Linked DNA regions of Macaca mulatta: region 2 is linked to region 1. A link is a contact called in public Micro-C data. All regions are on one chromosome and are shown on one strand. The core of a region is the stretch at or near the end of the contact, and the rest is flanking DNA. Distances in the headings are between cores, read along the strand shown.

Region 1 (7,660 bases), core at 2,247-4,746:
AGATCAAGTAATTATAGTCATGACTTGACCTTGTAAACACCAGCATAAATCTGATTCCTGAGTTGGCCTTAGAGATGATCCAGACCAACATATTCAATGCAAGAATGTCTTGTCTGGTTTCGATGGCACATGATCCTATAGAGCAGGCTTGAGTGTTTCAATGACACAGCACAAGTGCAGTGACCTTAGCAGGCACTGTCTATTCCACTGTGGGATGGCTCCAGTGGTCAGAAAGTCATTATGTGTCAAATGGTACCTGCTTTACACTGACTTCTCCACAGTGGACACTGGACGAGGTACAAGGTTAGGCCCTTGCCCTGGTATGGCCAAGTCTTCAAATTTGTTAACGAAGTATTCATAGGTTCAATCCCTACATGGGATAAATGAGTTTTAAACAGTGAAAACTTGATTTTTGACCAGAGACAAGAGTTGGCTACTGGCAAATTCTATGAAGACTCTGGGTTCACAAGGGGGGCGAGATTCTAATATTGCATCAACTAAATCCTTCATCACCCTGGAAAAAGAACTTAGAGTATGCATCCTACTAATTGGGTAAAAATAGCTTCATCATTACACACTAGAAGGGATATTGTGACTTTGTATTTTAGTAATATACAGAAAATGGCAGCAGCTTTAACCTAGCTGCCCAAGGGAGTGAGGCTTGATTCTTCCCAGTCCCCTTTTCTCCAAGTCTAATGGGTCACCAAATGCCATCACCTCTACCTCCTAAATAATTCTTTTTTTTTTTTTTTTTTAATTAAGACTCAGTCTCACTCTGTCGCCTAGGCTAGACTACCGTGGCACAATCTCAGCTCACTGCAACCTCCGCCTCCCTAGTTCAAGCGATTCTCCCACCTCAGCCTCCCAAGTAGCTGGGATTACAGGCGCATGCCACCATGCCCGGCTAATTTTTGTATCTTTAGTAGAGACGGGGTTTCACCACTTTGGCCAGGCTGGTCTTGAACTCCTGATCTCAAGTGATTCACCCGCCTCGGCCTCCCAAAGTGCTGGGATTACAGGCATGAGCCACCACGCCTGGCCCTCCTAAGTGTTTCTAAAATCCACTGCCTCCTCTCCATCCCCACAGGCTTAGTTCAGGCCCTTATCTTGTCTGTACCACAGCCACACTGACCTCCACAAAGGACAGGGGTTCTGCCTATTTTGTCCACTGCTGTATCCCCAGGACTGAGAACATTACTTGCCACATAGAACGGAGGGCTCAGTAAATATCTGTTGAATATATTTTAACAGCCTCCTAAATGACTGACTTTCAGCCCTGTCAATTTCAGTCCTGTTGCCCTCATGGTTTCTTTTGCAATATGAGGTCAGTCCCCTGAGTGCATCCTTCCCGTACAAGACAGACTTTCAGCTTCTTAGCAAGATAAATGTGGCCTTTCAGGGCCCAGGCCCAAATGACCCAGCAGAGTCACCTCCTGCCACCAAAACACTCATACCCAAGGCACGTTAAAGAGCTCGCGGTTCTCTGCATTCTTCTGTTTCTGCGTCCTTGCCTCTCTTCTGCCCTCTGCCCGAAATGTCTGGCTCCCCTTGTGTCCTGGCAAACTTCCACTGGACAGATCAATGTTCAGCTTAAATATGATGTCCTGTGTCATATGAACTGTTCCCTACCCGAGCACCCAAGAACACTCTGCATTTCCACCTCCTCCGCCCACTCTGAAATTACTGCTATCGTTTGCCCGTGTACTTTCTCTCCACGTTATTCTTACTAGAGACTGGCACATAGCAGGTTTGCAGTAAATGTCGAAATCAATTGAAAATATAGCATAATGAGGTATTTTTAAGTGTAATACCTGTAAAATGCTTTCTGCTGTGTAGGTGACAAACTCAGCATGCTAGTGTTGTTAGGAGTTTCTCCACAGTTCCACGGCATTTACATCCAGATTCTCGAAATCCACTTTTCTAACTTATTTGAAAAATTAGAAGTGCTTTTTTTCTGTCACTGCAAAGTCATCTGGGTATCACTTCGTAACACAGATGCTAATAATCCTCATACACATGTCAAAGTGGTAACAACCAAAGCTTTTAAAATAATTTTTTCTTTCTAAATGAAATGTTTTTTTTAAAGAATTTAATATTTTTCCTTTTCCTTTGGGTTTTCTATTTCATAAATTCCAAAGAACATATATCAAATATGCCAAATCTCTAAAAAACAGAAGGTGTATTTCATGGCCAGAATACTTACACGCGTCTACCTAAGGGCGGGAGTTCAGCAGGACATAATACAGTGTCCAGTTGCCTTCCAGAATAAAGTTTGGTTTTCCGGAGACGGGAGGCGGGGGAGGTTAGGTTAGTTATATTCCTAGCATAATATGCAACCTAAAGGTTAATTTATAAAAAAGAAGCTGCTACTTTTACAGTGTTGTACATAATATATAAAGAACACCCAAAATTGGCCCAGTGGAAAAACAGATCAGTTATGCCAGGACTTAAATCAATGATCGTCCTCTCTCTAAAGGTCACATTTAAACTTGCCTTGTCCACTCCAGGGCAATCCCTGGCCTTGGCGTCTGCCCTGGGACCTCTCCAGCCCCTGCCCCAAAACTGCACCTGTCCTGGGAGGCAGCCTGGCCCCGCTAACTCTTCTCTCCCTGGGTCAAAAGAGCAAGGTGGGTTCTTCTGTTCACACTGCCTGCACCTTGCTAACCAGCTCCAAAGGCTTCTGAGGTTCTCACATTGCCTTACTTTTCTATGCTTTCATTTTCCATTTCATCCTTACAAACAGTTCCATGGTGTACATTTCCATACAACAGTTTTCCTGGTGGTGGAGGCCAGGCCGGAACCTGGGTTTCATTTTCTTTGAGTGATGTTTACTGCCTGTAGCTTATACATTTCGATGGCAAAAACAATTCCTTTGGGGTTCTCGGCCTCATCAAATATTCTCTCTATATAGAGTGTACAGACTCTCCCAGACACAGTAGTCTATGTGGATTCCCACCCCCTTAGAAAGGGGTCACTCTGTGGTACGGACCCTGGGCACCTCATTCAGCTCAAGTAGTGGTCCCACGTCTCCCACAGGTGTGTCTGTAACCACCTCCTCCTTATGGGCAGGAACTGGCTGCGGAATCCTTCCCAGCCTGCGGGAGGACGTCACCTCCAAGCCTCCGGGTGACCTGCAGAGGGGTTACCTGTGGCCGCCAGGCCGGCCCTGGACGGTTCTTGGACCCACCCTCTGTTCACTACCCACCCTTTCCCACCAGGTCAGGACCCGCCGGGGCCTGGGGATCCTCCCAGGGCAGCAGTCTCGCGGGAGGGCCGCCCCACCCCTCGCCACCCTCACCCCGACAGGCTCCGGGCCGCGGGGCAGGGCGGCGGGAACCGTTTTCAGGCTGGAGAAGAGCCCGTCGGGAAGGAGCCGCCGCCCCCTCGCCCACCTCTGCAGCCTCCTGCCCTGGCTCACCTGCCGCCCGGCTTGGCTTCGCTCAGGGTCACTGCTTCCTTGGCATCGTGCCGCCTGGAGAGAGCTGCCGACCGGGATGGGACGTTGACCAGGGAACCTGCCGGGGGGCGGCGGCGCCGGCGGCGGCGGCTGGGGCACCAGGGCTTGGGGAGCCTCGGGCTGATGCGCGGCCTCGCGACCCCGCCCAGCGCCGCTCAGCTGACCGCCAGCCGCTCCCTGCCCGCGCCGGGGAATTTCCCGGGCCCCGCCCCAGGCCCCGCCCACCCCAGGCCCCGCCCCGCCCCTTTCCTGCGTCCTTCCCCAGCTACCCACCCTCGCGGTCCGTGCGGGGTCGAGGCTGGGACCCGGGTGAACAGGGACTACGCCAAGGCGTCACTGTGACGGCGTTAATCAAAATAAATCATTAATCAAATCCAGTGTGCGGAGTTGGTCTTCCCTGTGTCTTCCCCGCAGATCCCTTAGTGGAGGCTAGAGCCGCAGGGGGGTCGCTGCCGCCCACAGAAAGAGGAGAATCCCAGGCATCCTCGGAGGGAGGCCTCCATCTGTGTTTTTTTAAAAAACGCTTACATCTAGACATAGTTAACTGAGCATACATAGCTTTCCACCCGTTTTCGCTTTAAAATACACTCAAAAAGCAGAAAGCCTGCAGGATGCTTCTTGGGCTCTTGTTACCGAAAACAGGCTCCGCTAACCTCCGGGTGCTCCAGGTGTCCGGCGCCGGGATTCACGGGTGCGCGGGGATTGCATCTGGGAAGCAGCCTCGCTGGTGTGGAGGAGGGAAGCTGTCCCCGGATTAGACAGTAGGATGACAAGGTAGGAGGGAGAGCCGCCCTGTGTGCATCCCGAGCACCCGGGCAGCGCCTCAGGGACGCGGTCACCCACACGCGCAGCGTCCGATCGCGAGGTCGAGGCCTGGGCCAGGCGGTGCTGCCGGCCCCGGGACCCTCGTGCAGGAGGAATAAACAGAAATGAGGACGGGGACCCAGGTGGCCTGGGAGAAGCCTGGGGGCAAGTTCGTGCCTAAACCCAAGAAGGGCGTGAAATCCGGGAAGAACTAGATTTACAAATGGAGGCGCTGGCACCGCCCAAATCAGTGAGAATAAGAGCACGTGGTTGCGCATCCACGCTGCTCACTGTCAGGAAGGAAACGCAAAGGAGAGAGAGAGAGAAAAACAAAAGCAAAAAAACTCTAATCTGAAATAGAAAAAGGCAGATGCGCCCTCTACTGGTATCTCCGAAGGATTCCGCTTCACTGTCTGGACCTCCCGCTGCCTGACCAAGCCTGACCCTCAACCCTGCTCCTGAGGCTAACCGCAAGAGCAAGGCAGGGAAGCAAGCAAGTCAGGGACTGCCCCAGACCCAATTCCGGGCCCTCGAGTTGGTGTGGTGTAGGAGGGGCAGATGAGGCTAGAGGCTGCTTTATAAGGAGTGAGCCTGGGGGTGGGAGTGGGGAGAAAGAGAATTTAAAAAAAAAAATTTTTTTTTAAATCAGTGGAGGAGGGCCAGGCGCGGTGGCTCACGCCTGTAATCCCAGCACTTTGGGAGACCGAGGCAGGCAGATCACGAGGTCAGGAGTTTGAGACCAGCCTGGCCAATATGGTGAAAGCCTGTCTCTACTAAAAATACAAAAATTAGCCAGGCATGATGGTGCTCTCCTGTAGTCCCAGCTACTCGGGAGGCTGAGGCAGAAGAATCGCTTGCCGGGGAGGCAGAGCTTGCAGTAAGCCGAGATAGTGCCACTGCACTCCAGCCTGGGTGACAGAGTGAGACTCTGTCTCAAAAAAAATAAAAAATAAAAATAAAAATAAAAATTCAGTGCAGGAAATAACTGATCATTCGTGAAAAGGGCTTGGAAAAATATATACAGAGAGAAATGGAATGACGTTCTCTAATTTTTGTTTAACTACTGGGATAATCCAGGCAGAAAAGATGGCGTCACAGCTGTACCCTGGGATCGGGGGAAGAGAGTCCCTCCGGGGCCTGTAAGGGGTTCCTGGGGGTAAGTCGTACTTCACTAGGCTCCTTTTACTATTTAAAACCCTATAGGTGGGCCACAGTGGCTCACACCCGTAATCCCAGCACTTTGGGGGGTCAAGGCAGGAGGATTGCTTGGGCCCAGGAGGGAGAGGCTGCAATGAGCTGTGATTGTACCACTGCACTCCAGCTTGGGCGAGAGGGAGACTTTGTCTCGAACAAAAACAAAACGAGAACAAAACAACCCTATGAAAGTGAATTAAAATGAGCATCAGTGAAACTATGAGCCAAGGGAAGGAGGTCACCCGCAAGCTGCCCATGACTTTGGTGTGGGAGGCTCAAGGTGAGTTTCTGGTAGAGAAAGCAGTCAAAGTTGTTTCCTCCTGAACCCTTGCTCCCAGTGGTGGGGTGCGGGGATGGGGAGTGCCCTGAGGCACTACACACACCCATGCACACACACTTCCCCCCCAGCCACTTCTTAGCTACAGGACCTTGACCAAGTTACTTCATCTTACCCTTCCTCATTCCCTTTATCTGTAAAATGGGGAGTATAGTACGCTCCCAAATCCAGAAAGTTCTAAGGACCAAACCTTTTTTCCTGACCTGACCCAACTGATGGAAAACTATTTACAGTCTTTATTTAGATCCCTTGATGTGATTTTTAAATTTGTTTTGTGAAGGAAAATCGATTAGTCAATAGGAGAACTGCGTCAGACCCTGTCAGGGTGTTATGTGATATAAATCCCATGCATTGAATAGCCTTTTGAAAATCCCCAAAATTCTGGACTCTAAAGCAGGGCTTGACCCAAAGGTTTTATTTTATTTTTTGAGGTAGAGTTTTGCTCTGTTGCCCAGGCTGGAGTCAAGTGGCATAATTTCAGCTCACTGCAACCTCCACCTCCTGGTTTGGAGCGATTCTCCTGCCTCAGCCTCCAGAGCGGCTGGGATTACAGGCATGTACCACCACACCCAGCTAATTTTTGCATTTTTAGTATTGATGAGGTTTCGCCATATTGACCAGCCTGGTCTTGAACTCCTGACCTCAGGTGATCCACCCGCCTTGGCCTCCCAAAATGCTGGGATTACAGGTGTGAGCCACCCCAAATTTTTAAATAAGGCATTTGGACCCACAGCCCTCACCTAAGGATGCTGAGAGGATTAAAGAGGAAATATGTATTCAACACCTAGAAAAATGCCTGGCACATGGTGTTTGTTGCTGTTGCTTGTGTTAGAGCTGGTGCTGTTTCTTAGCCTGGATCGTCCCGTTTGGTGACTCCATCCTCCTGCACACTTCCATGGGTAGATGGAATCTAAATGCAGTGAAAACACTGAAATAATAGCATGCTCTTAGCTGATTTGCTGATGTGGTTTTGTGGTGGGTAAATGTAGAGCAGTGTGGGAGGGTGTTTAGTGAGATCCTAATCCGTGTTTGATGTTCCTCGTGTTCCTTTCCACCCCAATCTCCTCTGTTTGGAGTTCGCAACGAGTCCCTTCGGGCTTCCTACCTTCAGGAGTGTTGGCTGGACTCCTGGCAACAGCTCTTAGAAGTACAGCCTTTCTTCTTGTCTTTTGAGAAAGCCTGATCTCAATATATCCATGATCTACCCCAGATGTCCCGGAGGAAGAGGAGCCAGAGCTGGGTGGGGTGGAGGCTTTCACAGCAGTTGGAGGGAGGAATGACTCCCCCGCCACCAGATTGGGAGGAGGAGTGGGATGGTGGTCTTATGAGCCTCAAGGACTCAAGCCTTAGTCCCTGCAGCACCCAAACAGACAGCAAGCTCTTGGGTTGCACCTACTGGACCTCGGGAACCTTCTGCAGATTCTGCTGCCCAGGCTTGTCATTGGCAACAGCAGAACCTGTTCCCTAGAAGAACCATTTGATAATGAGGGTATCAGTGGCAAGGTTGCTGGGATGAAAAATAAATGGCCCTTACTTCAATGGGTACCAAAAGCCTTCCTGGAGTTTTGCATGGCCTCAGAGAAGGAGACCTCCCCTCTCCAGACCCCAGTGGTGCCTGAAAATAGGTTTCCCTACACCCCTGTAGAACTGGGTTTAAAGAAAGTAAAGAGGCCTGGGGCGGTGGCTCACACCTGTAATCCCAGCACTTTGGGAGGATCATCTGAGGTCAGGAGTTCAAGACCAGCCTGGGTAACATGGTGAAACCCCATCTGTACTAAAAATATAAAAATTAGCCAGGCAGTAGTGGTGCGCGCCTATAATCTCAGCTACTCAGGAGGCTGAGGCAGGAGAATCGCTTGAGCCTGAGA
Region 2 (7,660 bases), core at 2,342-4,841, 57 kb before region 1:
AGTGCTGAGATTATAGGTGTGAGCCACTGCACCCGGCCCAGTACAATCATTTTAGATGATTGCTAATTAGTGCAACATCTCTTTTCTAGGTAAACATTTTGTATACACCCCTTGCAAAATGAACAAAATTAGAAAGGATTATATTAATAAGAATTTAAGTCAGTGCTACACTAAAATCGCTTCAACAGATTTCATTATCAAATGTAAATTCTGAAGTCAGACTGCCTGGTTTAAAGCCCTGCTCTGCCAGCTTGAACTGTGACAAGTTACTAAACATCCCTGTTTTCCTGCCTATAAAATATGTTTGCCCGAGGACTGAATCAGTTAATTTCCATAAGAATCTTGGAGCAGTGCCTGGCCCACTGTACACCTACCAGCTATTGTAATTATGAAAGACAATCACTGTTGCCAGAAGAAATCTCATCTGATAAAAGCAAGTAACATTCAGTGACCTCTGTGAGATGTGAGATTGCTTCAGAACCTCTAAGACAATACCTGAGGGCTGGGGAGCATTTTCACCATTTCACAAGTGGAATAAATAACAAGTCCATGGACAAAAGGGTAGTTTTCCTTGAAACAGAGAAACAGAAAATTGCCAGGCCTTACCATCCATGCCGTCAAGAGGACAGTTGTGACAGGAAACTTCAAAGGAGGCTCAGGTGCCCAGGAGATGAGCAATGTAGAATCTTGTCTGTGTGAAATCAATATTAGAAACGTCACTTTCAATTCTTCTCTTTCACTCACAACACACACCTCCAGCAAACCCAGAATCCTACCACTCCTCTGGGCTCTAACCTCAGAATTCATCCAGAATCTGACCACGTCCCGCCTCCTCTCTCCACACCACCAATGCCATCTCCCTCCCTGGATGTAACCAGCTCACTTTTACTTGTCTTTAAACTGAGGTTACAGAAATTCATTGAGATGCAGAGCAGTTTGTATTGCACTAGATTACATGGATGAGATAAATTATGAGGAAGAACTATTGGGGTTGGCTGGGCACGGTGGCTCAACGCCTGTAATACCAGCACTTTGGGAAGCTAAGATGGGCGCATCACTTGAGGCCAGAAGTTTGAGACCTGCCTGGTCACATAGCAAGACCTGGTCTCTTTTTAAAAAATGACACACACACATGAATTATTGGGGTCGATCTAAATTAGGCTATTCTCTCATTTTATTCACTGTAACACACCTGACATCTGCATTATCCACGGCAGCTTACTGTGTGATTCTGCTTAGTCGCAGCCTTAGTGACAATCATGATTTTGATTCAATACTGTCAGCAAAGCACAGAGAAACAGCACACTAATTAAGACAAAGTTGTATCACTCTGTGCACTTCTCTTTTCATTTAAGAAGATTTTTTAAACTGCAAGAAAAAAAGGATAAATTTTTCTAGGCTCTTATTTAACTTACATGTGCTCTTTGGCAAGTTCAATGTCAAAGAACTAATTACAGTGATTAGGGTGCTTTCTTTTCTTTTTTTAGACAGGATCTTGCTCTGTCGCTGGGGCTGGAGTGCAATGGTGCCATCGGCTCACTACAACCTCCGCCTCCCAGGCTCCAGCGATTCTCCTGCCTCAGCCTTCCAAGTTGCTGGGATTACAAGTGTGCGCTACCACACCCGGCTAATTTTTGAGTTTTTTGTAGAGACAGAGTTTTGCCATGTTGCCCAGGCTGGTCTTGAATTCCTGACGTCAAGTGATTCGACTGCCTTGACCTCCCAAAGGCGCTTTTTTTTTTTGAGACAGAGTCTCTGTCACCCAGGCTGGAGGGCAATGGCGCAATCTCGGCTCACTGCAAACTCCGCCTCCCGGGTTCACGCCATTCTCCTGCCTCAGCCTCCCGAGTAGCCGGGACTACAGGCACCTGCCACCAGGCCGGGCTCATTTTTTCTATTTTTAGTAGAGACGGGGTTTCACCTTTTAAGCCAGGATGATCTCGATCTCCTGACCTTATGATCCGCCCGCCTCGACCTCCCAAAGTATTAGGATAACAGGCGTGAGCGACCGCGCGCGCGCGGGCTTTTTTTTTTTTTTTTTTTTTGAGATGTAGTCTCACGCTGTCGCCCAGGCTGGAGTGCAGTGGCGCGATCTCGGCTCACTGCAAGCTCCGCCTCCCGAGTTCAAGTGATTCTCCTGCCTCAGCCTCCCAGGTAGCTGGGATTACAGGCGCCTGCCAGTACACCCAGCTAATTTTTTGTATTTTTAGTAGAGACAGGGTTTCACCGTCTTGGCCAGGCTGGTCTGTGATTCGCCCACCTGGGCCTCCCAAAGTGCTGGGATTACAGGCGTGAGTCACCACGGCTGGTCGTTTTTAAAAAATTCATTCAACAAACATTTCCACGGCCCCCTCATGTGCCACACACTGGGCTATCTACTGGGGAATCTATTGGACAGTAAGCTTCCTGAGGGTTAGGAGCAAACTGTCTTGTTCAAGTCTATAACCTGCCTCGCCTTCCCCCAAAATGAAACTGTGCACCCTCCCTCGCCCTCAAATCCAGGGCCACTGACAAGTACTGTGGTTCCATCTCCAAAACACTGCTCAAATCTACCACTTCTCTCCAACTTCACTGCCAGAACCCTAGGCCAAGCCACCATCAACCTTTCACCCGATGACTGTGTTAGCTTTCTATGCTGGTCTCTTTGTCCCCCTGCAATCTATTCTCCATACAACAGCCACAGCAACCTTCCCTTTCCTTAGTAACCTTTTAGGAACATAAATCAGATCATGGGGGTCCCTTCGTTGAAATTCTTTAATGATTTTTCATTGCCCTTAGAACAAAATCTGCAAAGCCTGCGAGGCAATGATACATATTCTCTCTCCCTTTCCAAGCTTTCTACTCCCTTACCTTTTCCACAATCCACCACGTCCAATTCTACCCACCCAGACACCCAAAACAATGCTCCAGCCGGGCCAGCCCGTTTCCACTTTCTGGAACACACTAAGTTGCTTTGAGGTCTCAGGCTCTGTCGGAAGAAAGCTCCCCCCAGGTCCTTATCGCCCTTTAGTCTCCACTTATTCATCTTTCTGAGACTTTCTGGACGACCCTGAGTCGTCCACTGTCGTGCATTTGTTTATTGCCTGCTCGTCCCTTTAAACTGTAAGCGCCGTGAAGGCAGCGTAAATGTGATCCCAGCCCTGCACACCATCTGCGTTCAATAATCATTAGCAAATCATGACTACAAGAAATCAATGAATGAATCAATGAATAAAAGCAAGCCCAGGCGGCAGGCACTTGGCAAGCACTTAAAAGGCTGCTTTTAAAAAGAAGAACCCGGTTCCTTAGTAGACGGCCGGCGACTCCCAGCCCCCGGCCCGGCCATGCCAGCCCCGCGCGGTCCCGAGCTGCCGCCAAATCCAGATCGCGCCCACCCGAGCTCCCAAGACCCCGCGCCTCTCGCCCTCAGATCCCTTGCACCCCGCGCACAGACATGCGAGGCGGCCCCGGCCCCGCCGCCCGAGGATCACCCGCATGCCTGGGGTCTGCGCTCCTCAACTGGTGCCGGGACGCCTTCTTGGTCCACAGACTAACCCGCCAAAATTCCAACCGGATTCCGCCCCTGCCTTGACGTCACACGCACGCGGCTGTGGGACCACACTGATTGGCTACGTCAGCGAACCCCAGGCCCTCGCGCAGAGCAATCGGATTGGTTTACGTCATTGGGCGCCCTCTTTGTTGAGGGCAAGGGCACTTCCTGTCGGTAGCAGCCAGTCTCCTTTAGGTAAAATAGAGTGTCTGGCGCCCTCTGGTGCCTGGAAGTTTAAGTCGTCCCACCCAGTATTTTTCCTGTGGTCAAGTTCCACTCCTGACGCTCTGGGACCGACTGTTCCTTTGTCAGCCTTGTGTCCATTCGAAATGTTTGGGCTCAGGACCAAACAGATACGGTCCACTTTTACCCCGTCTGGCCTTGGGGAAGTGACTTATCTCTCTCAGTTTCCCCTTCACCATCTGTGCAGTGAGGGAAAGGGTAGATGACATCTTTTACACTGAAACCACCATTTCCCGAGTAATTCCTGGTCCATAGATTTTTGGGACTTCTAAGGGGCGTCAGGGCTGAAGAGAACTTATCAGCAGACCATATCTTTCACAGAATTTTTTGCAGTAAAATGCAGACCTCTTTATGTATTTACATTCTTAAAAATAGTGTTTGTACATAATAATAACAACATAGTTTCTAAATGCAGAATAACATTTAGCTTTTACATAATTTCAAGGGATTGATAGCAGAAGAGACTTTGACGGACCAAATGACCACTTTGAGTCTTCCCACCCCCCCTTTTCCTCCTTGCAGACACTATTCAGGTACTGCAGTTCCCCCACTAATAATCCTTTTGGTATAAGATCGTATCTCTATCCACTATCTACTTTCATTGTCAGAACAATTAAAATCGACTTTAGGAAGACTGAAGATAAACAGTCCTGATGCCATCTACGTTGACTTTTTTCCTGTGTCCTAATGGAGTATTACTGCTCCATTTATGAGCTCAGCCCTATTATTTACGCCTATATTATTTAAATCTATATTGGCTCAGGAATAGCAATAAAACCATTTCTGAGAGCTGCTAGTGTGAAAAATTCATAGTAATAGAGGAACTGTAGCAATCAAGTTGCAAAAGTGTGTTTAAATGCATCACTACATCTAGTTATTTTTAAAAAGCTTCATCATAGATTTATTCTTAGCCATTATGCAGAAATTCCTTGACCAGTTCTGATCAGTACTCCGAAGTTCTTTTCTTCACCTTGACTGTCCAGGTCCTCTTTGCATCCAGTTCCATGCAAGGAGTCAGAAACAGAACCAATCTAAACCCGCAAACCTTCCTTAAATGAGGAATCAAGCACTTCTTATTGGAATTAGTATAGTGGTGACGTTGAGAAAAGAAGTGGAGGTGAGTTTGAGAAACAATTAGGCAAAGAGATTTTTTTTTTTTTTTTTTTTTTTTTTTTTGAGACGGAGTCTCGCTGTGTCTCCCAGGCTGGAGTGCAGTGGCGCGATCTCGGCTCACTGCAAGCTCCGCCTCCCGGGTTCACGCCATTCTCCCGCCTCAGCCTCCCAAGTAGCTGAGGCTACAGGCGCCCGCCACCACGCCCGGCTAGTTTTTTGTATTTTTAGTAGAGACGGGGTTTCACCATGTTAGCCAGGATAGTCTCGATCTCCTGACCTCGTGATCCACCCGCCTCGGCCTCCCAAAGTGCTGGGATTACAGGCTTGAGCCACCGCGCCCGGCCTCAAAGAGATTTTTTTAAATCCATTGAATGTGGCTTTTCCAGGCCGATAGCGCTCACACAAACATTATGAACGTTCCTAAAACCCACCGGACTTTCTATAAGAAGTGTGGCAAGCACCAACCCCACAAAGTGACACAGTTCACGAAGGACAAGGATTCTGTGTATGCCCAGGGAAAGCGGTGTTATGACAGGAAGCAGAGTGGCCATGGTGGGCTAACTAAGCCGATTTTCCGGGAAAAGGCTAAAACTACAGAAGACTGTGCTAAGGCTTGAGTGCGTTGAGTCCAGCTGCAGCTCTAAGAGAATGTTGGCTATTAAAAGATGCAAAGCATTTTGAACTGGGAGGAGATAAGAAGAGAAATGGCCAAGTGATCCAGTTCTATCATGTTTTCTTTTATTATGAAGACAATAAAATCTTGAGTTTATATTTTAAAAACATCTATTGAATGTGGAGATATTAGCGAGAAGGGAGCAGAGAGGGAATGGGGAGAGAGGTTTAACATGACTGTTTCTGATTTACACAATAGGGTACTTTTTGAGGTTGCGCACTGAAGTAGGAGACACAGGAAGAACGGAACAGGTTTAGGGGAGAAGATAGATTTAGTTTTCTATTTCAGAATGAGAAAGGCACGGTAGCCAACCCCCAGCTTGATCTCCAGATCTGGGGTTCTAAGGAGTGGTCTGTACTCTCCTTAGAATACAAACGAAGGCCAAAAAAGAACAGCTCTGACAGTCATCAACATCTATCTAAAATGAAATCTAAAGCAAAGAGCCCATATTGCAGTGGTCCTTAACCTTTTTTTTGGGCGGTGGAGGGTGTTTATCACAGAGCCCTTTAATATCATAAAAGTGGGCCGGGCACGGTGGCTCATGTCTGTAATCCCAGAACTTTGGGACGCCGAAGCGGGCAGATCACTTGAGGTCAGGAGTTCGAGACCAGCCTGGCCAACATGGTGAAACCCCATCTCTACTAAAAAATACAAAAATGAGCCAGACTAGTGGCGCATGCCTGTTATCCCAGCTACTCGGGAGGCTGAGGCAGAAGAATCGCTTGAACCCGGGGGTCGGAGGTTGCAGTGAGCCGAGATTGGCCATTGCACTCCAGCCTAGGCAACAAAAGCAAAACTGTCTCAAAAAACAAACAAAAAAAACAAACAAAAGAGGCCGAGTCCCTCCTGCTCCCTCTAGGAATCAAAATAGCGGCGAGGGAAACCTGAAGCCATCCCGGAGCCTGAGCTACTGACAGGAGAGGAGAGGAGAGGGCAGCGGCGGCGGTAGGAGGAGGATGGGGCGGGGTGCTGACCCCGGTGCCCACGGCGGTGCTGGTGGCGGAGGCGGGGGAGGCGACGGCAGCGGTCCCTGCGGCAGCAGCAGCAGCGGCGGGAGGAGCCTCCGGGTTGGTTGAACTGTGGTTGCGGAACCCATGGAACACGAAGGGCAGACTGTATAATAAACCCTTTAGGATCCTTGCTGTGTAGTTCTTACAGAATGTACAGTCCGTGTCTCTGGCTGCCCACAGTCTTTCACACTTCCAGTGGTATGCACTGAAGTAAAGTCTAATGGCCCTGTTCTCATAGAAATGAATGAAAAGAGGCACCTGGATCCAGGGTTGAAGCTTCCTAACGGCCTCTGGGATTATACTCTGGAGAACCTGCAGATGGAATGCCTGAGTGACTGAGGAAAATGGGTGCTAATGCATCTCATTATCTTCATTCATGTTCCCCGAGGGTAGGGGGAAATTCACAGGCCCAGTAGACTTTGATAGGAACGTCATCCTATTCTCAGCAAGGCTGAGAATTTCGGTTGCAAACCGAAATTGTATAGCCTTGACCATGGCCATAAGAAACCACAAGACAAAAAAAAAAAAAAAAAAAAAAGGAGGACTTCTGGCCCTGCCACCTTAATTAAGCGTGGAAAATCTGATAGGTCTGCCTATCATGCCAAGCAGCTGCGAGAACTCCTCTCTGGGTGGGATGTTAGAGACGTCAATGCTTTAGTGGAGGAATATGAGGGAACGCCAGCATTAAAGGAGCTTTCTCTACAAGCCAGTTTGGCTAGGCCGGAAACCCGGACATTGCAGAAAGATATGAATGATCTTTATGAGTACAAGTATCGTACTGATGTAGATTTCATATTTCAAGAAACTTGTTATTCTGTTCATTGTGCCATTTTGGCAGCAAGGTGTCCATTTTTTAAAACGCTGCTTTCTTCCTCACCTGAGTATGGGGCAGAGATAATAATGGACATCAATACAGCTGGTATTGATATGCCCATGTTTTCTGCTTTCTTATACTACCTTTATACAGGAGAGTTTGGAATGCAGGACTCAGGGTTTCAAAATGTCGATATCCTTGTTCAGCTTAGTGAAGAATTCCCTTGATGTAGATATGCGTGGACTCTTTGATTACATGTGTTATTATGATGTCGTCCT

The links. Hi-C and Micro-C count contacts between places; a contact is called where the count stands out from the background.
Region 2: a contact with region 1 is called in a Micro-C map of CD4 T cells, with 12 times the contacts expected there. The contact joins the promoter of MCM10 here to the promoter of OPTN in region 1. A contact is called at or near these places in 5 of 14 Hi-C or Micro-C datasets (CD4 T cells, blood, cortical neurons and 2 more).

What each region holds. Positions count from the first base shown.
Region 1 is chr9:14,658,313-14,665,972 of T2T-MMU8v2.0, reverse strand. It overlaps OPTN (optineurin), which reads right to left and starts at 3,496. Exons shown (of 15, transcript NM_001032897.1): 1 at 3,419-3,496.
Region 2 is chr9:14,715,566-14,723,225 of T2T-MMU8v2.0, reverse strand. It overlaps MCM10 (minichromosome maintenance 10 replication initiation factor), which reads right to left and starts at 3,591. Exons shown (of 20, transcript XM_077945771.1): 1 at 3,479-3,591; 2 at 607-691. The coding sequence starts at 613. It also overlaps the pseudogene LOC144331415.